2 separate regions of the Mus musculus genome follow, and region 2 is linked to region 1. Evidence: chromatin contacts called from public promoter capture Hi-C data. All regions are on one chromosome and are shown on one strand. Each heading gives the region's core, a stretch centred on a gene start, on an enhancer-like site or on the middle of the called end of the contact. The rest is flanking DNA. Distances are from core to core; before and after follow the strand shown. Region 1 holds the start of E430016F16Rik (RIKEN cDNA E430016F16 gene). Region 2 holds the start of Plin1 (perilipin 1).

Region 1 (4,684 bases), core at 1,265-3,764:
TCCTCTCTGCCTTCCTTTCTTCTTCCACTAGCCCATGGGAGTGAGCTCCACAGAGCTAAAGAAGCTTGAGCTAATTTCTCTTAGTGTACTTTATTTACAGGCAGGTATGCTATGGATGATGGGAAACATGATTTTCCCCTATGTCTGTCTGCTGGTCAGAGAACACAGGGCCCTATCCCATGAATGGGGACTCTCTCAGGATATTTAGTATAGAGAGAGGGAATTGGGATTGGATGTGTATTTGGAGGAGGGTGTAAAGAAAGGTGGAGGGATAGTAGTTGGCTCCTTAGAACAGTCATGGGATGGGGACTCAGGAGTGATCTAATTGAGTTTACAGCCTCTTTCTTCTTGCCACCTCACCCAGAATATGTAGTTCTGATTAAAATCAGGAAGTGTGAGAGACAGCACTCTCTGCGGAGGACCTCCACGCTCCCTTGCTAGCAGAAATAAGCACAGTTAAGCCTGCTTTCAGAAATTGGGGCTGCCTCGAGGCATATACTCAAACTCCTTGACCTACATTTTCTTTATAAATGAGTGCGTGTGAGTGTGTGTGTGTGTACTTAGATACGGCAAGGTTAAGGATATGCCTTCAAACAACACCCATTCACTAAGCACCTGCTACACTCTGCCCTACTAGGAACGGAAAAGCTCAGAAAGAGGCTATTGAATGTATTACATTGCAGTGTGGTGAGAAATACAGAGTTAGAACAATTAGGTATGCAAATGGGAGCTCCAGATGGGACCCAGCCTTGTCTAGACGGTCAAGGAAGAAATGATGAAGGGGCTATGGTATGGGGAGTGGGGAATTGTACTGCTTACATTCATTAGTGGAGTAATTTGATGGTGGCACTGGAACCCAGGACCTGGTGTGTGCTAAGCATGGTCTCTATAACTCATGATGTCTCTCAACACCCCACAGAATGTTTCTACATCAGATATTTATCTGTATATGGGTGCAGGATATACATATGTGCAGGTGCACACACGGTAGGAGCCTAGAAAACTGAGCAAATGGGTTAGTTCATGGTGAAAAGTTTTTCATAGTGCCAAGTTTATAACCCATTAAACCCCCGATGATCTTTACTGCCGATGAATTAGATGTCAATTTTTAGAACATTAATTTTTACATTTCCCTGCCCTGGAAGCAGCCTAAGTATAGCTTCCTTCACATGATAGGGTCTTCACTGTGACTCCCAGGGTCACACGGGGCTTGGAGAGAGTTCTTCCTGAGGTTGGATCTGGAGAATATAGTAACTGTATCCCACAGAGATGGCTTCGGTCCGTTTTGCTTTTTGAGTTCTTAAGTCTGCTTTTTATAGTTTGCTGTCTCTTTCTGTGCTCTCAGGCTGTCAACTGTCACTTCCTGCAGCTGTCAGCCTGGCTTTCTCTTTCTTGAGACTCACCACTATCGGCATCTTCCCCGCCCCCAGTGCGCACACACACACACACACACACACACACACACACACACACACAGAGGGAGATTCCATTCTGATTCAGGATTACTTAGAGTCAGTGGGCTTGACTCATCCAATCTGTAAAGCAGCCACCCCCTAACCTGAGAGCAGCCCCTGATCTGGTGACATCAGCTTCACCTGGGAACTCCTTAGAGATGCCCATTCCTCCGGTCCTGTTCCAGACTTGCCTAATCAGAATCACTGGAGTGGGGTGGGAAGGGTAGAACAAGCAATCTGTATTTACCAAGCTGTCTGGTGATTTAGGTGTCTCTCAGTTGGAGAAATAGCCCATAGGAAAGGGAAATAAGGTCCGAGGGAAGGCTTACGGCGCTGCACGTGGTTCAGAGAATCAGTCTATGTTCTGTGTCCAATCTAGAGACTTCTGTGTCTTTCTGGGTTCTGGGCTGTGTTCAGTGCTATTGGACAGTTTCAGGATAGCTGAATTGTAGGAAGGTGTGATGTTGTGCATGTGTGTCAGCCTAGTACATACAGAGAATGAGTAAAGGATAGAGAGAGAAAAGCCAGGCTCTGCAGAGAGGCTTGTCTTAGCTCCTAGAATCTTCCGTGTGTGGCTTAGCCTCAGAATCCTGGTTGCAATCCACCAGCTCAGAGTCCTACCAGTCTTCAGGTAGAAGGAGGAGCTCCTGGGTTTCGCCTGTGAATAGTGTGCCTAAGGCTCAGACCAAGTGTCAGGAACACTCTGAGAGTTACCAGCTGGTGGAGACTCTGCCAGAGACTCTCCACGCGGAATTTTTCAGGCGGACAGCTGGGATATGTGTGGGAGCCTCAGAGATGCATGGATTTGGGTTTGTAAACACAGGCCTGTTAAATTTAGGGCGGGCCTCGGGCCTAGGAGAGCTCCGTAGCATCATTTGGCAACTGTTGCCCATATTGAGTGGTTTAAAAACCCTGCTTATTCCTTATATAGTAGGAGGCCTGTTTTAGCACAGCTTGTCATCAGAGGGGAGGGTCTTGGCACAGGAGTTGAACACCCACTGTGTGCCAGGTGCTCTGCATAAACCATGCCGTTTTGACTGCTGCGTATTCAGGGGCTGAGGCTTATCAGCTCTGCTTACTGAGAGCAAAGGTCTAGACCTAAGAAATCTCAGTCATGGTGTTGGATGTGCCTCAAGGATGGATGCAAGAGGACCACCTCCTGTGTAGTGGAGAAGGGCAACCGGCAGATGGCATGTAGTGGTAAGGATCCTCTGTCCATAGTGAGAACCCGATACCATCCATAGAAGCCGGGCCAAAGAACTGGCCAAACTGCCTAGTTTCCTTGTGTTACTGCTTGTCAGAAAAAGACATCTGGAGTATGATCCCACAGGATGCTCTTCAAATTCAAGGCTTTGCTGGACAAATCACTTTGGGAATTGTCATAAAGCTTTATTCTCCCCTTGGAGATTGTGAGTTACTTGTGGTAAGCAGGGTTAACCAGCCAAGCAGACAGAGATGATCACTATAAAGAGATGCTGGGAACTGGCTTTGTGGTGGTGCGGGCTGGCAGGGAAAGGTTGACGTCCCAAGGGCAGGCTGCACCTCTCTGCCTGCATCAAGGGCGATGCTGTCTGTGAGTGGGACCCTTCCACCCACCTTTGTGGGGAGACTTCCACTCTACTGTTAGGGCCTTTGGAGCCACTGAGTCCAGTCAACCCAGGTATCCTTTACTCAAAACTAGCTTATTGTAGAATTAACTACACCTATCAAATTTTCCTGGAAACACCTAGGGAAGCATTTGACATTGGCATCTAAGATTGATCACTACAATTATGGTTTAGACCTTAGATATACCCCGAAGGCTTGTTGAAGGCTTTGTGGCAGTGTTTGGAGCTAGTAGAGTCTTTAGTGTGGAGCTCTGTAGAAAGGCATCAGGTTCATAGGGTTCTGCCCATGAAAGTGTGATTGGTATCTCAGTCCCTTTCTTTTCATCTCTGCTTACTGGCTGCCACCGGTGAGCAGCCTCCTCTGCCCTGATGATTTCTGTGCCACAGGCCTGAAGCAAGTGAACTGAGCCACTGTGGACTGAAACCTCAGAATGCATGCATGCATTGAAACACTCTTGTACATTGAGTGCCTCAGGTATTTAGACACAGTGAGACAGAGATGACTGGCCAGTAGAATACCAGATGTAGCACAGAAGTCTTCTCCAAAAAGACATCTTGATTTTGGTGAATCTCTTCCCTCCTAAAGTTGCCCTGCCTGCTCTCCCATTTTACAAACCCGTAACAGAACAGCCATGTGTGCCAGAGTTCCACACAGCGCTTAGGAGATTGCTGGCCTGAGCTTCCTGGCCCTACCTCAACCCGAGACCCTGGAAGAGCTCAGACGCTAAACAATTCAGTCTTTGGTGATTCAGGGACATAGTTTGCCAACCTCAATCCCATTGGTATCTTAGCCAGCTAATTCTGTGTCATAGGGCTCACCCTGTGTACTGTGGGATATTTAGCAGGATTCCTGGTCTTGGTCTGATGGATGACAGCAGTACTCCTTCCTCCCCAGCTATGACAATCCATAATGTCAAACATCTTCCGACAAGTGAAATGTTCCCTGCTGAAAAGCACTAGTGCAGAGGAAGACATTGTGGAATAGCATAGAGGTCCAGGGAGCCCGGCAACCTGAGTTTGAACTGTACCTCTCACATTTAACTGTGTCCTACCGTGTTCTGGACAACTTGGAGCAGTCCAGCCTGGGTTGACTAGCTCTGTGCGGGGAATGACTTTACTTTCATGAGGCCCCATTTTCCACCTCTCCAAAATGATGATCATGATAGGATTTATCAAGTTATTGAGGGATTCATTGGAGTAGAGTATTTAGGCTGCCTGGCTCTCAACAATTATTCTGCATGTGTTTGTCCTTTAGCCTTCTGACAAGGAGGCCCAGTCTCTTGTCTGAATTCTCCTGGGCATCCTGGGATAATGGAATTGCAAGACCATCATCTGGTCTATATTCTAAGTAAGAAGACAAATTCATCTTGGGGTTTGAGGCTCCAGGGCTTCAGACTGGTAACAGTCCCCCACTCGGAGTGCAGATGCCCATGACCCCAAGTTTACAGAGGAACTTCAAGAATGTCCAGAGCTCAGCAGCCTCAGACTCCCTTCCAGGCCACTCCACAGGTTGCTCCATGGCTCCTTCCCACAGGCCACAGATTTATGAATGGTGCACACTGTGTCCTTGCCAGGAGGTTTATTAATGGGCTTTCATACAGCACTTTAGGTTGGTGAGCTCTC
Region 2 (4,684 bases), core at 1,325-3,824, 1.0 Mb before region 1:
GATCTTCACCATCAGGATATCTAATGTCCTCTTTTTGTCTCTTTGCACGCGACTACTTGACAAACCGCAACCAACCGCAACCAACCTCAACCAACAGCATCCAAGAATGAAGCAAATCATAGTCCCCGGCTGTTAAGCAGCCTCATATCCTCCAAACCTGGGATTGAAACGAAAACATATTCCCACACTATTTCTGTGTTCTTTAAAGAAACCAACATTGTCAGCTACAGGGCAGCACAGGGCAGCACACCAACAGTTGTGCATCACTGCTGAGCACTGACACAGCACACGTCTCAGTGCCCTGCTTGGCTTGGGGACCCACCTGTCCACAGAGTGGTCAAGACCTCTGCTCTCCTGGAGAGGAGTAGCATGAGATAGCTCCTCTGCCCATCCCCCTGTGGTGTTGGCGAACCGCCTCTCACCCTCGCCCTTAGGATCTGCCTGGCGCTTTCCCTTGTCACCTTTCACCCACATCCTAGAATCCGTACAGAAGCAGCCAAAGGACCGGCTTTGTCAGCAGAGCTTTCAGGCACAGAGCCCTATATCCTCTCTGGCCCAAAGCCACTGCCTGGGAAGGCAGGCTGCCCTTTAGCCTGGGCTGTGTCCAGATGCAAGTCTCCCAGATTACTCGTCCTGAACCTTGAAGCAAAGGCAGAGGCCACTTTACACGCTCCCCTCCTTCCCCACTGCTGTCTTACAGCCCAAAGGCTCAGACCAAGATTAATAAGTATCAAATGCATGACATATTCATTACCTCTTCTGGAAGCTCCTTGTTCCACACCCCTCCCTTTCCTGGCATCTTGTTCCCTGTTTTATTATACTGAAGATAAAATTTACTACCAAGGATCTATCGGTAGCCTTTCTCACATCCTTATTGTTTATTGCATTTATGCATTTATTTGGGGTGTGTGTGCGTGTGTGTGCGTGTGTGTGTGTGTGTGTGTGTGTGTGTGTGTGTGTGTGTGTATGTGTGTATTCGTGTGCACTTGGACACACCCGCACTTATACACATGCTCAAATGTCACAGCATGCATATGGAGGTCAAAGGACATCTTGCCAGTGTCAATTCTCTCCTTCAATTCTTTGGGACCCAGGGATTGAACTTTGCAGCCAGGCTTGGTGGCAATCACCTTGACCTGCTGAGCCATTTTGGTGACCCTACTCAGTGCCTCTCCATCCTGTTACCCATACTAACAACTTAGTAGACTCAACAACATCAACTCTGGTGAATAGGGACTAACCGTGCTGCCGTCCTCTCGTTCACTGTGATTACGAGGCCCTTTCTAGTTGGTCTAAAGACACAGCTTGGCACCACAGTGCTCCATCAACATTAATCAGAAACTAAAGTTTGAGTTTGGGCTTGAGTTCCTGTTGAGGAAGGAATAGCAACGGATAATTCTTGGCTGTCTGGGTGCTGTTGGTTGGCAAAACCAACCAACCAGCCAACCAGCCAACCAGCAACCAACCAACCAACCAACAACCAACCAACCAAACCAGCTGTCAACACCTTTACTTGTCCAGACATAAGTGAACAAAACCAAATAGTTCTCCTCCTTCTTGTTCTGGTGGCATCTCAGGCTAAGTAAAGTTCCCTCCCTCCCTCCCTCCCTCCCTCCCTCCCTCCCTCCCTCCCTCCCTCTCTCCCTCCCTCCCTCCCTCCCTCCCTCCCTCCCTCCCTCTCTCCCTCCCTCCCTCCCTCCCTCCCTCTCTCTCTCTCCCTCCCTCCCTCTTTCCTTTCCTCAGTACTGAAGATCAAACCAGGGCTTTCCACATGCCAGGTCAGAAAGCACTCTGGCATGGAGCTCCACCCCCAGCCCCTAGCTTTATGAGACACGAGCTTGCTATTTAGCTCAGGCTACCCTCAAACTGTCAATTCCATCTCAGCCTCCTGAGTTCTGGGATTACTGGCACGTGCCACAACAGCCAGCTTCAAAATGTTTTCTTTAACCCTGGGGGTTTACAGAGGATGAGACATCTCCTGCGGAGCCTGGTTACTAAGAGCTCAACTCTTACTGCTCTATCTAGTCTTTTTTTTTTTTTTTTTTTTTTTTTTTTTTTTGCAGGTAATTGATCTTGATAGCTATAGACTAACACATGAAGGTGAACCCTATCCCTGTGTGGGTTTGAATCATGCTGCTCAATAGTCATCCTTGCTAGCAAACAAGAAAGGATGGAATAATGTTTGAATATTGTTCCATAGAAACTTCTCAGGAAAGGGACCAGAGATTATAGGATGACATGTAACTTTGAGTTTAGAAGTTTAATGGCACACATTGCAGTGGCTTCTTTATGGAAAGCAATTTCTGTCCATTGAAAGCCAGAAATATTCTGGAACTTCTCTGGGCTCTGACAAATGAGTCCTTCAGCTCTGAGAACCACCTCTTTATTGCCTAAACATCCCCCATAGAAGTTAGGGTGAGCCCAGGGGACACCCTGGGTCAGACAGCTAAGGCAATGGGCCGGCCCAGCTTTCTCTTCCTCTTTGCCCTCCTCTAGCTGGGAGGTCTGAGAGGCATTGCCCAAGATTCCCTGGAGTGGCTGCAAGTGTTTCTGAGGAGGAGACCTTCCACAGCTGGGCTGTCTGAGACTGAGGTGGCGGTCTGCTGCAGTGAGTGTGGGGTCCTTGGGCGTCTGCCTTACCTAGCTGCTTTCTCGGTGTTACAGGCAAGGAGCTGGGAGAAAGAGCACCTGGGGGAAATGACCAAGGGGTGCAGAGATCTGCAGGGGGACCCCTGAGGAGAAGAATGAGAGACCAGGGGCACAGAGGGACCGGTGGCTTACCCATAAGACAGCTCTCTGAGAGAAGGCTTAACCTTGCTGGCAAGGTGAAGAAAAGACTAAGCTCTACCTAACACTCATTCTTTAGTCTCTTTCAGTCACAGATTTTTTCCTAAACCATTTCTCTCATCTCATTATCTTTATCTAATTGCCTACATTAATTTTTCTTGAGCAATTTAAAAAAACCATCAATTTTGAACAGATTATGCGGAGCTCATTTTGAGCAGACCAGGAAACTTCTTGTGTTGGGACCCCAAGGAACAATCTCTCCTATGTAACATTCGCCCTCCAACCTAGGCCAGCTGTGCTCCCAGATGGCTAGATGGTGGCCTTGAGAGGGAGGGAGGGAGGGAGGGAGGGAGCCTGTGAAAGACAAGCCTGCGGGCTTCTGATAGATCTGGGATTCTGCTTTGCAGCGTGGAGAGTAAGGATGTCAATGAACAAGGGCCCAACCCTGCTGGATGGAGACCTCCCTGTAAGTGACATGGGCTCGTGTGAGGTGGGAAATGGGCCACCAAGGGGGTGGGGGGGTGAGCAGAGAGGAAGAGTCAGGAGACTTCAAGCAAGATGTCTACCTTAGGTTCTGAACTCACTGTCTCTGTCCTTGCCACCTTTCACAGGGGTTTTGGGGGAAGGGGCGAGATAGCTATAGAGGTCTAAGAACCGTGGAGAGAAGGATAGGAATGCCGGCTGGGGCCTCGGGAGAGACAGAGGGAAAGAAGCCACCTGGTCCTAAACCCAGAAGCACAAGCTCACCACCCAGAAGGATGCGCGCGTCCTACAGAGCCCACGCATTCTGTGGCTTTGGCTTCAGCCCCTGATCCTCTTCTGCCGCACACAGCCTGTGCTGCCATGTGCGGGAATGAATTAGGAGTTTAGTCTGTTCGGGGTTTAGCTCTGGCCCAGTTCTCGCCACGATTTTGAGTAATTCTGATACTTTTACGTGTCCTTGACATCTTTTGCCAGGGCCTCTCTGATTTGGACCCAGTTCAGAGAGTGAACTTCAGGCGTATGACCCTGGAGGAGAGGACACTCATTCCAAAGTAGGCTTTAACTAAGCTCTGCACTAAGGGCGACTGTCTTCCTTTGTACTAAGTCATGAGAAAGGGGTCAATGGAGCACAAAAAACGCTAAACCTTCTAACCAACCATTAGTGGCTTCTTCCATTTCCAGACGGTTAAAGAGGGTGTTTCCTCTTGTAGTCAGAATGCCTTTCTCCCTCTGATATCTGACTCACTTGCAGGATGGAAAGCTAAAATCCGTGTGGCCTGCTCTGTCCTGGAGCCCAGGCAGGTCTATTTGATGGCTCTGTTAACTCAGCCTCCCGCAAGCAGAGCCCGACTCAGGGAGCAGCCCCAGCAAGTTACAGTGCCGATTAAGAGAGCTCTAGGCATCTACCCTGGATCCTTACAGCTTCCCACCCCATGACGAGCATCACTCTCTCACTCACAGACTGGGCCTTTTCTACTTTCTGAAATCTAATTGTGCAAGTGCTGTACAAAGCAAAATGTTTTGATAAGAGTATGGAGGCATCTGAGTAAGAAGAGATGGCCCCACTACACCCCACAGGCCGAGGCTCACCGGACCACCAACTTAAACACGGAGTGTCATATTTTAAGAAAGGCCATGCCTAGCCGGGCGTGGTGGTGCACGCCTTTAATCCCAGCACTTGGGAGGCAGAGGCAGGTGGATTTCTGAGTTCGAGGCCAGCCTGGCCTACAAAGTGAGTTCCAGGACAGCCAGGGCTACACAGAGAAACCCTGTCTCGAAAAAAAACAAAAAACAAAAAACAAAACAAAACAAAAAGGCCATGCCAAATTTTAGAGTGTCTAGAGGAAAGGACCACAGTTCTATCATGTGACCCATTTATAAACCAGGTGGTGGTGGTGCAACGCCTTTAATTCCG

Evidence for each region. Promoter capture Hi-C pulls out the DNA fragments that hold promoters and counts their contacts.
Region 2: a promoter capture Hi-C map of the HPC-7 cell line shows a contact between it and region 1, with 3 times the contacts expected there. The contact joins the promoter of Plin1 here to the promoter of E430016F16Rik in region 1. A contact is called at or near these places in 2 of 39 promoter capture datasets (the HPC-7 cell line and hippocampal neurons).

What each region holds. Positions count from the first base shown.
Region 1 is chr7:78,716,050-78,720,733 of GRCm38.p6, reverse strand. E430016F16Rik (RIKEN cDNA E430016F16 gene) reads left to right here and starts at 2,514. Exons shown (of 11, transcript NR_015542.2): 1 at 2,514-2,654.
Region 2 is chr7:79,730,666-79,735,349 of GRCm38.p6, reverse strand. Plin1 (perilipin 1) reads left to right here and starts at 2,574. Exons shown (of 9, transcript NM_001113471.1): 1 at 2,574-2,608; 2 at 3,195-3,253. The coding sequence starts at 3,209.